Linked DNA regions of Zea mays: region 2 is linked to region 1. Evidence: chromatin contacts called from public Hi-C data. All regions are on one chromosome and are shown on one strand. The core of a region is the stretch at or near the end of the contact, and the rest is flanking DNA. Distances in the headings are between cores, read along the strand shown. Region 1 holds the start of LOC100192685. Region 2 holds the start of LOC100282424 (UDP-sulfoquinovose synthase).

Region 1 (7,103 bases), core at 1,987-4,486:
TTTGTTGCGCGATTTCAGCAGAGGGAAGAAGAGTCTGGCCACATGGGCCCACTCACCAGAGGCACACGACGCCCACTGGTTATCCTTTCCGCGAGACCCATCGGTCAGAAACACAGATGCACACGCGATTCTGCTGACAAGGGGGCCCCGCATGTCGTTGTCTCGCGCGTGCAAAGCCAAGCTCCCAACCCGCGGGTCCCACCGTTCAGTGGCCACAGAAGCGCGCGTGGTGGGGTGTCGGGCTGACCGAGTAGTGGGCTGGTGCAGGAAGATGGGCCAATAATGGCAGTAGCGGCCCATCCGAATTCTTTCCTCTTTTATTTTTCTATTTCTACTTTCAATTTGAAGCATTTAACCTAAATTCAAATCCCTATTTTGAATTTCAGATTCCAAGTGTCAAAATTAATACTAATGTGAATCTAAACCTTACTGTTTATGATAATAATATTTATTATTTTCCTTGTTATTTATTTATGGGAGGAATAAATAACTTAATTAAAATTTTCTTTCCCAATCTCTTTTATTTTCTATTTCTATTTCCAAATTCTATTTTCCTAATTTGAACTTGTCTCACAATTTGAATGCAAATACAAAAATGCAAGACCTTACTGTTTTCGTATTCAAATTAAAATACGGTAAAAGATGATATCCGGATCTGATTTCATTCAAATATGATCCCGATTCCATCACTACGGACCACCAACAGAACAATCAGGATGCGTGGACGGCACCCTAAGCGGTACGTCATCAAGGCTCGTGGACCACGATCTGAACGTTGTCGGTCATCATCAGCGAGCGTAGACGACATGATTGCTGGCCGCTGGCCTTGGCAATTAATTAAAAGCAAAACAAATTGTCTTACAATTAGAACGCGTGATAAAATCACAAATTCACACTTGAACTCTACAGTAACATTGGACTATGATTCTGCAGTAGTACCATTCAACTTGGAGAACATAAAAGGTATGAATCCTAATACAATATCTAACTTTTGATTCAGAAACACTGCATGTACTCGATTTTGTCCACACACAAAAAAAAATTAAAGAAAAGAAAAGAATAGAATAGCAGTAGTTATAATATCGCCTCCACACCATATTTTATGATGACTATATATGCTCCATTTTCTACCATATTTTAAAAAGGTTACATCTTTTTTATTCATGTAGAGCAGCATGCCTTCTTTGTATTTCCTGCATTGCTGTCAATGCTGATGGTTTTGCCCTGTGAAGGCAATGGGGCAGCTGTGGCTGCTGCTTCCTTGGCGGCCAGCGCTTTCCTGTTGACGATGCCATACACCTCCGTGATAATAGTCTGGAAGGCTTCCTCCACGTTGATGGCCTCCATAGCTGACGTCTCGAGGAAGAACAGCCCTTCCTTCTCAGCCAACGCTTTGCCTTCGTCCTCAGAGATAGCTCTCAAGTGGATCAGGTCGGATTTGTTGCCCACCATCATGATCACGATGCTGGAGTCAGCGTGGTCGCGGAGCTCACGAAGCCACCTGTGAACGTTGTCGAAGCTCTGCCTCTTCGTGATGTCGTACACAAGCAGGGCGGCCACGGCGCCACGGTAGTAGGCGCTTGTAATCGCACGGTACCTTTCCTGCCCAGCTGTGTCCCAGATCTGAGCCTTTATTGTTTTGCCGTCAATCTGTGTGAAAGAAGATAAGGATAATCTTAATTAGCGACATAGTTGTAAGTAACTAGAGTAATAAACCATGCTCTCAGATTTTGTTCCGGTTTAAATGCACATCAAACATTACCAGTCCAGCAGTCCTGAGCGAAAATAGAAGCTGTGTCCAGTACAATTAATAGAACGGCAATGACAGTGTCATTATCATGGAAGGAATCACAATGGCAGGAAAAGTATTACGACGACAGTTTGGTTTCACCTAACACTCTACTGACAGACAGGATGCCGCATAATACAGACTAGCGGCAGTAGCTGGCGTATCGACCTATCAATCAATCTACACCAAACGCTATGATATGATCCTGGGGCAAAAGAGAACAATTTCTCTATGATATAGAGAAGGTATCATGGTAGCAACAACTAGCATTATGCATCCACTCTAAAAAAGTTAAATATTTTATAATTTATAACAGGAGTGATACGTTAATAATTTTAAAAGGGGGTTTTCACGTTGGATGTCAGTCCAGCTTTTAGCCCTAAACTATGAAACTAGATAACAAACAAAACCTCCAACAGTTCAGAAAATTTCGGTCTAATGACCAATTTTGAAGTAGTTTTCTACATTCTAAAAGTAATAAAATTTAGTCAAAAGTTCATAGTTGGTTTATTTTCAATCAAAAAAAAATGAAACTAGTTTAAGTTTTCTTCATTGGTGTGCTATTTAGAGTCATTTAGATATTGTTTTCATTTGATATATATATCATAAACAGGTACACAACCTTTAAAAAGTTGTAATAGTTTCGTACTTTTCTGGTTTGTAATAATTTAAGGATGTCAATGGATGCCTATTAACGGTTCCATAGTATAGCATTGAAACTCTGGCTCACACTCCGCAGTTTGATGGTTGAAAAATGAACTCGAACCATGAACCAGGACCGCTGAAAAACAAAAAGAAAATAGATACAAGAGGCCATTCACTACGTGTGAACACTGAACAGGTGAACTCCCAGTATCTCCGCAGGTATTTTTTTATCAACCCTCCACCTAAATTTGCCTCTTCGTTGCAACTTCACAAGAAAAAGAAAACAGTCGTAAGCCACACTGTATGACGAAACGAGCAGCTTTATCGGGTGGCTACCAACCGCAATCTTTCCAGTCGCCAAGATCGAGATCTGGCGGGTTGGGATCGCGAAGAGACCATCCACTAACGCGCGCGTACAGAACAGCTACAGAGAAATAGAAGACGGGGGGGGGGGGGGGGGGGGGGGGGGGGGGGGGGCAAATGGAGGCACACCTGTAGGGACTTGGTGGCGAACTCGACGCCGATGGTGGACTTGGAGTCGAGGGAGAAGTGGTTGCGCGTGAAGCGAGAGAGGATATTGGACTTGCCGACGCCGCTGTCCCCGATGAGCACCATCTTGAACAGGTAAGAGTACTCGTGATCCACCCGCCCCCCCCATCTTTCTCCCCTGCTGTCCTCCTCGTGCCGAAGAGGAGATCTCTTCTCGTCGGTGAGGATGGCCCGACGAAGAAGGCGGAAGAAGGGATTCGTGAATGAAGGAAAAAAAAGAGAGGTAAAGGTAAGGAGTGGTGGCCTGGCCTTTGCGGCTTGAGCTGGCGGGTGGTGGTGGGAGAGCACTTGTCACTCGTCCAACTAAGGGTCCTAGACCACCTCAGCAAGTCAAAAATTGAATTTGTATAAAGAATTTATCATTGAGCTTCTATACAGCGTGTTAGGATGTAATTATGAATTAGAACCAGCTTTCTAAAATTCCGTTGTTTGATTACGTATAGAATCGAGATTTGGAATGATAGATTTAATTTTCTGGATTTGGACTTTAACTATAAACTTATTCTCCCAGTACTGAGCATTATCTTTTGTATTATGTGCAATTAGATCACACAATTTTAAACCTCAATTCAGCGACATCCAAACAATAGAATAGAAATAACATCTCATTTCAATACCACAGTTGATTTGGTATTGAATCTGGTATTTATTATAGAATTATTAATCAAACTAGCAACTCCAATTCACGGTAGACACATGGTGGGTCCCATTGAATTCAATGGTATTCAACTGAATACCAATTATTTTTAGCAAGAAAACTCAATATATACATGTATATAGTGTATATACATATAAAACAGAAAATAAATCAAATAAGTGAATAAACTCTTTTAATTTCGGCTAAAATATCTTAGCTTTCCTACCCACTCGACCCAATAGATTGTCATGGCACCTATGGCCAATTGAGCCACTCTTTTCATCCATGCGATAACCATGGCAAAAAAAATCCCCAACCTATACAAAACTCTGCTATAGTTCTGGCCTCCAGCAGATCCACACCAGGGCACCAGCCTCCAGGGCATGGTTGTGAGGAATAGATATCTCCTGGGTCCTCATGAACACTAAAATATATCATGGGTCGCCTAATGGGCCTCCTATTAGTTCATCCTACGGGATAGGCCAGCATGTCATAACCGGATCGGCGAATCTGATTCAAGAAGATAAAGACCAACGTCCGAGTTAGGCGCTACCAAAGCACTGATTTCTCGGGTGGTGCAGTTGTAAGCACCTGAGGAGCTAAACATTCGACAGTAACTCGGGCGAGAAGATGGTCAAGACCCCGGATATGTAGGACTACAAGCTGGGACAAAGAAGGAGATAAGTGAAGTAGACAATGATCACAACTTGTAAAGGGATAACTCTCTGGTTGTGTATGGCTGAGGGGGCACCCCTACAAAATCATCTCAACCCGTCCTCATCAACAACACCTGAGCAATCGCAGAGCTCACTTGTAACCTTCATACTCCAGAAACCAATACACAGCCACAACAGGAAGTAGGGTGTTACACATTCTAACGTGGACCGAACCTATATAAACTCTTGTGCAACAACGACATGCTTCTGCACGTACCATTGAGTCGCAATCAACGACGTCGTCCTAACCAAAAGCAAACGTCGTTCTACCCAATTAATTTATTCCTTCAAAATGCATTTTTTAATTAACATTGCCTAGTGTTGGAAAAACACACTCGGCAAAGAAATCCTTTGTCGAGTGTTTTTTACCAAGCGTTTTTTGTTTGACTTCTTTGACTAGTGCCCGAAAAAAAACACTCGGCAAATCATTTGACACTCGGCAAAAAGTTGAATTCCGGAAGTGAGAGAGGACAGGACGAAGAAGGTGAAGAAAATGCCCTGTATTGAGTGTTTGTTGTAGAAAGCATTCTACTTTGAATCCTTACTAATAGTAAGAATTATATTGCGAGATTATATGGCTGGTAAGCCCCGTTGAGCCACTTTTGGGAGCGGACGGTTCGGCCCTGTAGGCCGGATGATCCGGTGGTAGCTCGGACGGTACGCGCATGCGCAGAATCAATTAGGATTACGAGTTTCTAGTGGGATTTGTTAGCTAAATCTGTGGGATTAACTCGAGATACGACTTGTAACGGGTCCAGACCTCCCCCTTTTATATAAATGAAGGGGTACGGCCGATTGAACCCCCCACAATCGATCAAATCAAATCTACTTATTGTTTTTACCTTATGCATTAGGAGTAGTTCTAGTTTAGCCCTAGTTTAGCCTCCCTCTACCTCAAATCTTCTCCTCTCTTCGGCTCTACGTCGACTAGAGGCATCTTAGGTGGCCTACCAACCCAAGACACACCCTAGGATCTCTCCTCCCCAACAGGGTCCCTCCCGGGAGGCGAGATCTTGGTCTGCTGCGAAGAAGAAGACCCTCTGTGCCATCGTGGACCGTTTGAGCCCCAGGCGCGGACCGTTTGGACATACGCAGAGGAGGAGACGCTCCAGCGCTAGGTCGCGGACCGTTCGGCCTTGTGCTGTGGACCGTCCGCGCCTCCGTAGAGAGCACCACCATGGGGTCCTTTCCAGTGTTTGGTGCCTAGATTGACGCCAACACACTTTTTGGTGACTCCGCTGGGAATAGGTGTCTAGATCTACTAAAAATCAGGCCCTCAAATGGTTGGTTCTAAATATCACATCGATATCTCCCCATACAATATTCTGAAGCTGGCTGTTGAAAGTCTGACGGCCGATGAGCAATAGCAATACGAGGACTACATGTGTCAAGCGAAGGAGAAATTCTTGTCACAATACACGGTGGATGTAACATCCCAAAATTTAATCCCAAGGTTAGAAGCCCTAATCCTCTAGACCCCACCTCATAAGACATTTCATCATATGCATACACCATGATTATTAGTAGCACCTCACATAGAATATTTTTGACACCTAAGAATATATAGCTAAATATTTGTTCAAAAGAAAAAGGAGATAAAAGAAATAGAAAAAGAAAAAAGGAAAATCTCTCCTCCCCCCTCGGCTGGGCCGAATCCGGCCCAACCCCCCTCTCTCTCTCCCGCACACGTCGTTCCTCTCCCCCCCGCTCAGCCCACGCGGCCCACCTCTCGCGTCCGCGCTCGTGCCACGCCGCTGTCAGCCCGGCCCCACCCGTCAGCCGCGCCCGCCCTCGCTCCCTCGCGACTGCCCTCTCTCTAGCAAGCGGGCCCCGCTTGTCAACCCCTCCCTCGCGTCCGTGACCAAGCTATCGGTGCTAGCGCCGCCGGTCGCCACCCGCCTCGTCGCCTCGCCATTAACACGCTCGCCAGCGAGGTTGGCGCTGTTGGGGGCCTTCGGCTTCCGAAGGTCCTCAAAAACAAGATTTAACAGTATTTCTGGAGTATAATGTGTGAACAGGTATCTTCGGACTCGAATCGGTACCACAGTGGGAGAAGCCCAAAGAATACGAAGGTCGACACAGCACCGAAGCTGTGAGCAGGAAAGCTTCGGCGTAACAGCAGAAAAAGAAACCGACTTAAAGATGAAAAGGCTATTCAGACCTCGGTGGATTACTATAGAATTACTACCAAATGTAAAGGGCATGAATGTAATTTTATATGGGCTGTGTCCCGTGCCTATAAATAGGTGAACAGTACTCCCGTACTGTTCACGCTGATTTGGCATTTGCTTTTGCGTCACACCTGTACTTTCATCTCCTTCCCAAGCTGAAGGTACATTTGTAATTCGATGTCATTTCTGTTTCTTCATAATAATAATAATGCAAAAATAAGTTGATAATAATATATAATTGTCTATGTTATCCTTCATATTCCTTATGATTCATTCTTCATCATCGTATGCTGTGTTTATGAAGGTACGTCCTTCATAACCTTCATCCAAAAATCATTATATCCTAAGGGAAATAATGCTTCGTAGGACGAAGGACTTTACCGATTAACATTTTCCGTGTTACCTTGTTCTTAACTCATAGCATTTGAGAACAAGTCCCCAACATTGGCGCCCACCTCCGGTGAACTCACTTCCACTCTTTGAGTTTTTGAACACCTTTGGCGATCATAAACCTTCGCTATGGCGCCGAAGAAAGCTTCAGCAACTGGGGCTGCAGCTCTGCAACCGCTGGACCACAATCAGGAGACTATCTCCCT
Region 2 (7,103 bases), core at 2,489-4,988, 170 kb before region 1:
TACAATTCCAGAAACTTATCTATCAAAGTGAAATAATATGATACTCCTATCATCTCATTGGGATTTTGGCTTAAATTCTCCATTTAGCTCCTGCACATTTGTAACATGCGTCTTGTTTAAAAAAGATGATAGGAATCATTCTAGCATGTGCTAATCTGATATACTTTATGCAAGATATGAAAGCCATTTCTTCAGGGGCCACTAATATTTATTTATCAGAGGAAGATCTTTGGTCTTCTTTGCAAAATGGTTCTAGAACAGGATACAAAAAACCTGATGAACAATCTATTAGTTTCTAAAGATTTCTTGATGCTTTGGTATTTTTAGAAATGAAAATTTCTTATAAAACAAAGTCTGGATTCCTCTTTGACTGAATCTACTAAGCCATTTTAGCTGGTTAACTGTTTTAATTTATTTGGTTTTTTCCAAGTGTTCTCACTCATTTGACCCGAGTCAACACAAATTCTCTTGTTCGGTAAAATGCTAAGCCACTTTTTGTAATGTCGTATAAGAGTCAGTTTCTTATGTTCCCAGAAATATTAGTATTTCTACAGGTTAACAAGGTACATACAAAGAAGGCGGCTGCTCCCAAGATTGCTAAACAAGAGTCCAGTGATGATGACACTAGCGACGAGACCTTTGAATCTGATGAGGTATGTTATCATTTTTGGGGTTTAATGCTGAAAAAAACCAGCAACCAGCAAATTGAATTGTTAATGTAGTTTTCAGAGTTTTTAGATGCCAATTCATCTTCTCATTAAGGAACCTGCAAAGAAGCCTGTTGCTAAACCCTTGGCTGCAGTTGCAAAAAATGGTTCGAAGACGGTCAAGCAAGAGAGCAGCAGCGATGAGGACAGTTCTGAAGATGAGTCGGATGACGACAGTGATGATGTGAGTTGAAGTTTCCTCGGCGTCCCTGCATCGCTTCCACCAGCCCTCCCCACACGCGGCGACAGGGTCGTCGTCGTCCCGGCTCCGCGTCGGCCACACCCGAACGATCGTCTCCATGTCGTGTCGTCTCCAGTTATGCGAGCGAGGCTGGATAAGGTCGTGGGGTTCCAACAAGGTGGTGCAGCTCCATTCGTCCCTCCACCTCACCCGCCGGCCATCTCTCGATTCCTTTTTGTGTGCTCAGTTTTTTCTTTGTGTGTCATGAGTTTCAGAACTTGATTGGGATGGTTTTTGTGCCATGAGAATTAGGGTTTGATAGGGATGATTTGGGTATCAGTTCTTACGGTCACTGGAATTTGCATATTGTCATAGTCTAATGCCATTAAATTTTGAGGGTAGCGATATTGTTTTCAACCTATTGAATAGGGTATATGATGATGTTGGCAAGCGCTGGAGCAGGTAATATTTTGTTAAAGTTTTCATGTCGTTCCTCCACTGCCATGGCTTGATCTGTGAGGATCCATACATGCATATGGTTTATGCATGTAAGTTTTCTCCTTCCCTTGCTTTACACATCTGCCATATCATGCATGACAAACACATCAGTTTTGGCCCTAATGTTCCAGTGTGTTTTTGTGTAACTTTGTCCCTTTCTTTGTACCAAGATTTTCTTCATTAGGTCTGCGTGGGCTACCAGGGATTAAGGTTAATGATTCAATTATGCTCTTTGTATTGTGCTTATGGTTGAGTATGGCGTTTAACACTAACTACGAGATAGGTCAGAACAGAATTGGAAGACCAGCTTCTCTACACATATAGATGCCATTTTCTCGATGGGGAGTTCAGTGATTTCAAGGCGCTGCCTAGAGCAAGTGGATAATTGAGTGATTTTCAGGAGCTCCTACACTATTTGTATGAACTAACGTAAGTTCCACCAGTAACAAGTAAATATTAAAAATCACAATGATTATATGCTGAACTGATGTTCCTTTTTCTCATGCAAGCAAAATTGTAACTCTTCATTTTCCCTTTCGTTCCAGTCTTTCTGATCATAAGTGGGATGATGCGAACTATCTGGAGCCCAAACAGATCAACAGGTATTTGACAAGAGTGGTTAATATTTGCGGTCATTTTATATTGCACAGGAAGAATTCCAACTAGAACTGTTTAAGAATCTGCTTGGCAATTATACTCATTTGTATTTCATCACTATTGTATTGTGCTTTAAGCAATTTTGGCATCAGTTAAATTAACATGAAATTGCCTTTGCAGACGTTTGGTCTTTTCAATGCCAAACCAAGGGGTGTCATTGATTTTGGTGATTTCATCCGAGATGTAAATGTTTTCATCCAAATAACCCATATGAAGAAAATAAATAACATTTTCCCATGGTGACTGTAGGAGTCAGACTTGGGGTAGGCCTAGCTTGGCCTGGGGCTTAGCTATAGCAGGGCCAAGGTTAAATAACATTTTACCATGGCGATTGTAGGATTCATAATAGGGGAGGGCCTAGCTTGGCCTGGGGCTTAGCTATAGGAGGGCCAAGATGAAGTTGAATGTGAATCATGTTCACACCATTGTGATCGTGACAATCTTTCTTTTGGGTTCGCTTGACAAGGACATAAATCCTTCCCCATGGTAGTCAGGTTTGTTCCTTGTTCTCCTACAGAACTCTTTATTGTTAATTATCTAATAGATATCGTAAACAATATTTATAGACAATGTGCTCTGGTCGGAAACTCTGAGAATATGAATATGCCAATTTTCCTTTAGTATGATTATTTATTGCTTTGTCAACAAAACACTTCAGCGAATGGTTCTCATGGCACTTTCCATATATTAGCGTCAGTACATGAGTTCTCCTTTTTATACTTGGTGATTTACAGTCTGTGCATGGTGACTTTGTCTGCAGATGACTACCGTAATAAAGATGAAGTTAGTGTTCTCACGGAGGAATTCAAGACCCAACTTACCATTAGGGAGGATCTGTTCATCACAACCAAGGTTGTCTGATTTACAGAATGATACATTTTGTATTATGGAGGACTGGCCTTTCCAAAATGGATGCGACCATTAAAATTGTGCCCCATGAATTGGTAATGAGGGTTGGGATGTCATGCACTGCTAATTCACTCGGGATGTATATAATTTGTGTGATATAACATTTGTCTGTAATTAAAAATTCTAAATTAACTTTTTAGAAATAATTTGTGTGATGTTGATAATGTTTTGCACACGGATTTTGCATATTATAGTGATGTTTGTCGTTTCGTATTAATGTTTCATACAAATCTTTTACTTCCGTCGCAACGTACGAGCACATATTTATAACAATATAACACAGATATGTACATAAGTTATCATGTTATTATACGGTTCCGTTGCAACGCACGGGCACTCACCTAGTAAGTTTTATAAGCATTCAACTACTACTCTCCATTTCACACTGTATAAACTAATTTCATCATTACTTTTATTTACACTTTGCGGCACACTTTCATAAAGGATCATTTTCATTTTGAAAATTGATAAATTCCAATTTCTTGGCACATTTATTATTTTATATCAATTAAATGTATTACTATGTATGTATTTATAGGAATTGTAAAAGAATATATAAATATGGTAAAAAAATTATGACTATAAACTTAATAAAACGAATTGATACTTATTATAAGGTTATGTGCCAAATCAAACAAGTATCTAAATGTGAATCTGAATTCGATCTATCCTTTTGTATTCGTATTCTATAATATTTATATCGTATAATATTCACATTTGTATATGAATTAAATTAAATATGGTAAATAGTGAGATGGTCTTTATGCGTATCCGATGGTTGTGATGTCGGATCGCGCTTGCGGCTTGCCGCAGTCGATCCGAATCGCAACGCCCGAATATACCACTCCTCCCTGCTTGCCTCCCGCTGATATGATATCCGTCCATTCCAATCCCCCTCTTCCGCTCCGCCTCCCTCTAGCTCCTCTCCCTCTCGCAGCCATCCTCGTCCCCCCAAGAATCCGGACGTCGTTTGTCCCCTCCTTTTCTGGTAAGCACTTGCTGCCTTGCTCGGATGGGTTGCTGCTTCTGTTCGGCGGATTCTTTGTTGCGAGCTTCTATATTCAAATCTCTACATCCAGCTTGCTGCGGATTCGCTTGCAGTTAGAGACCGACGTGTTTGAGGTTTTAGCTGTCCCGGATATAATAAACTCGGTGTTTTCTTCATTTGTTCGGAAACTTTAGTTATTTTCTCTTAAATATGCTTGTTAGAAGAGCGATTGGGGAAGAGGTCTCACTTATTGCTGGGAGCATAAGCTTTCATTAAAAAAGGTATAATAGTTAATTGGGATAATGTGTCTTTGAATCTGTATATCAAAAAAGGGACAAGTTCACAAGGCTAAGACAAGTCCACAGGAACTAATACAAGTTACAGTATGTTGTCAAATGTCAATTGAAGGAAGTAGTGTTTTCCTATCTAACTTGCTCTGTATGTTCATCTTTTACCTATTTGGTATCTAGTTTTCCGCCCTCCTTTACTGACCCTAATTTATGTCTACTACTCTGTAGGGCGTTTACATCTTTAAGCTCAAAGAGAAAGGATTATGAAAATGGCGCACTTGATCACTAATTGCAGCTTTCAGACATTCTCGAGTTCTCCTAATTACTGCCGCAATATTGGGCAACTACAGAACTCAAAATCTTCAAATCTGTCCCTCAAATCTTGTTCCAGGAGACAAAAGAAGTCATATGTTACCTGTGCTAGCGCTGCCGTACAAGGACAGACACAAACACCTCTTACTGGTAGCCAGCAAGCTTATGAGCATTCATCCTCCAAACCTAAAAAGGTAATGGTTATTGGTGGAGATGGATACTGTGGGTGGGCAACAGCACTTCATCTCTCAAACAAAGGTTATGAGGTTGCGATTGTTGATAATCTTGTCCGCCGTGCTTTTGATAACCAACTCGGTCTTGATTCCCTTACCCCCATAACCTCCATCCAGAATCGTGTCCGTAGATGGAAGTCTCTCACTGCTAAGACAATCCAGCTCTTTATCGGTGACATATGTGATTTTGAATTCCTCTCAGAAGCCTTCAAGTCTTTTGAGCCGGATGCCGCTGTCCACTTTGGCGAGCAAAGATCCGCGCCATACTCTATGATTGATCGTTCGCGGGCAGTCTACACACAGCATAACAATGTCATTGGGACACTTAATGTCTTGTTTGCCATAAAGGAATACAGTGAAGAGTGCCATCTTGTTAAGCTAGGAACTATGGGTGAGTATGGAACACCAAACATTGACATCGAAGAGGGGTTTATCACTATTACTCACAATGGAAGAACAGACACCTTGCCTTATCCAAAACAAGCCAGCTCTTTCTATCATCTGAGCAAAGTGCATGATTCCCACAACATAGCATTTACATGCAAGGCTTGGGGTATAAGGGCCACTGATCTTAACCAAGGTGTGGTCTATGGTGTCAGAACAGATGAAACTGCAATGCACGAAGAGCTATCTAACAGATTTGATTACGATGGGGTCTTTGGGACCGCACTAAATAGGTTCTGTGTTCAGGCTGCTGTTGGGCATCCACTTACAGTTTATGGAAAAGGTGGTCAGGTATGTCTTTGTTATAGCGCGGTGCCAAATAACTCCCCCCTCTTCTTTTTTGAAATATGTCTATGGTCGAAATTGTTAGCGTGCATCAATCAGATCAATACTTAAAATGCCAGTGGTTGAAATCACTACTCGCATTTTGTCATAAATCTTGGGAACTGAAAAATCATGTTAGCTCTACCTCAACAAGTATTGAAATTGAATTTGTCTTCTTTTCCTGCTAAATGCTCCAGAATAGTGATTTGGTAACCTGCTTGTTATATATTCTGAGTCTGTTACTCCGATGACCTCACTGATTTTCTTAAGGTCGCCTATTTGGGAGAACTCCGCAACAGTTTCTTTATCTCACATGGTACTCCAAACTGCAGACTCCTAAGCTTGTCAAACACAATTATAATAAGTAATGTAATAGGCTGTGCTTCTGCTTATACATACAAACACTGCTCTTCAAATATCACACGCAAAAGCGACCATCGCATAGTCATTAGCTATCAAAGAAGTTAAGAAGTGTGGTCTAAAATTTACTGAACATTCTTCTCAGTTACCACTTCAAATTACTTTTAGATCAGCATAGTGTGGCATAAATTTACTGAACAAACTTTTTCTTCCTATCCGCTCCAGACCCGGGGATATCTGGACATCAGAGACACTGTACAGTGCGTGGAGCTAGCAATAGCCAACCCAGCCAAACCTGGCGAGTTCAGAGTCTTCAACCAGTTCACCGAGCAGTTCTCTGTCAATGAGCTAGCCAAACTGGTGACTGCGGCAGGAGCGAAGCTTGGGCTAGAAGTGGAGACCAAATCGATACCCAACCCACGAGTCGAGGCTGAGGAGCACTACTACAACGCCAAGCACACGAAGCTTATTGAGCTCGGCCTGGTGCCCCACCTGCTCTCGGACTCCCTGCTCGACTCGCTTCTCAATTTTGCCATTCAATACAAGGATCGGGTCGACACGGCACAGATCATGCCCAGTGTGTCGTGGAAGAAGATGGGTGCCAAGCCACGGACAGTCTCTGTTTAGAGGGTGATTCAACTTCCCCTGGGTTATAATATCAACCATGGCATTGACATTATTGACATATGTAATGTAATAATTATGCACGTTAGTATGATTTGCTAGGTAGTGAGGTGTTTATTACGATATTAAATTATATTGTTGCCCGTGCAACTCAAGAGTTCATGTCAGTTGATTCTGCTGCTCACTCGAGCCGCCTTGAGGTCTTACAATGCTCCTGAGGGTTAAGCTGTCACCTGTCACATGTTGCCATTTCGCTGATCGAACTCTGGTGGAACAGATATAGATCAAGATCTTGCAAGAATTGTTATTAGTTTTTTCGGATAATGGAAATTGTATTCCAGCTTTTTTGCATTGTCATGCAGACAGCCAACACGAAAACAAAACACTAATCAGAACATATCACCAACATCAAAGAAGAGAGAAACACTGGTTTTAAACAATATGAATTTAAGGAGCTTCAATTCTTGCATTAGATCGCCATCCATGGCCTGCGAATATGGGCAAATGGGGAAATAGTGTTTCTAGCTTTAGCAAACAATGAACCATGTCACACCCGGATTTAAGGACAAATTTAGG

Evidence for each region. A called contact is a pair of places that touch in the nucleus more often than the background predicts.
Region 2: a contact with region 1 is called in a Hi-C map of leaf, with 5 times the contacts expected there. The contact joins the promoter of LOC100282424 here to the promoter of LOC100192685 in region 1. A contact is called at or near these places in 2 of 25 Hi-C or Micro-C datasets (ear and leaf).

The regions. Positions count from the first base shown.
Region 1 is chr8:92,617,294-92,624,396 of Zm-B73-REFERENCE-NAM-5.0, reverse strand. It overlaps LOC100192685, which reads right to left and starts at 3,236. Exons shown (of 3, transcript NM_001137890.2): 1 at 3,088-3,236; 2 at 2,927-3,086; 3 at 907-1,650. The coding sequence starts at 3,092. The coding sequence ends at 1,162.
Region 2 is chr8:92,787,501-92,794,603 of Zm-B73-REFERENCE-NAM-5.0, reverse strand. LOC100282424 (UDP-sulfoquinovose synthase) reads left to right here and starts at 3,738. Exons shown (of 3, transcript NM_001155335.2): 1 at 3,738-3,940; 2 at 4,459-5,510; 3 at 6,129-6,868. The coding sequence starts at 4,494. The coding sequence ends at 6,530. LOC118473119 (a long non-coding RNA gene) reads left to right here and starts at 1,312. Exons shown (of 3, transcript XR_004851994.1): 1 at 1,312-1,815; 2 at 1,932-1,988; 3 at 2,804-2,886. It also overlaps the pseudogene LOC103635549.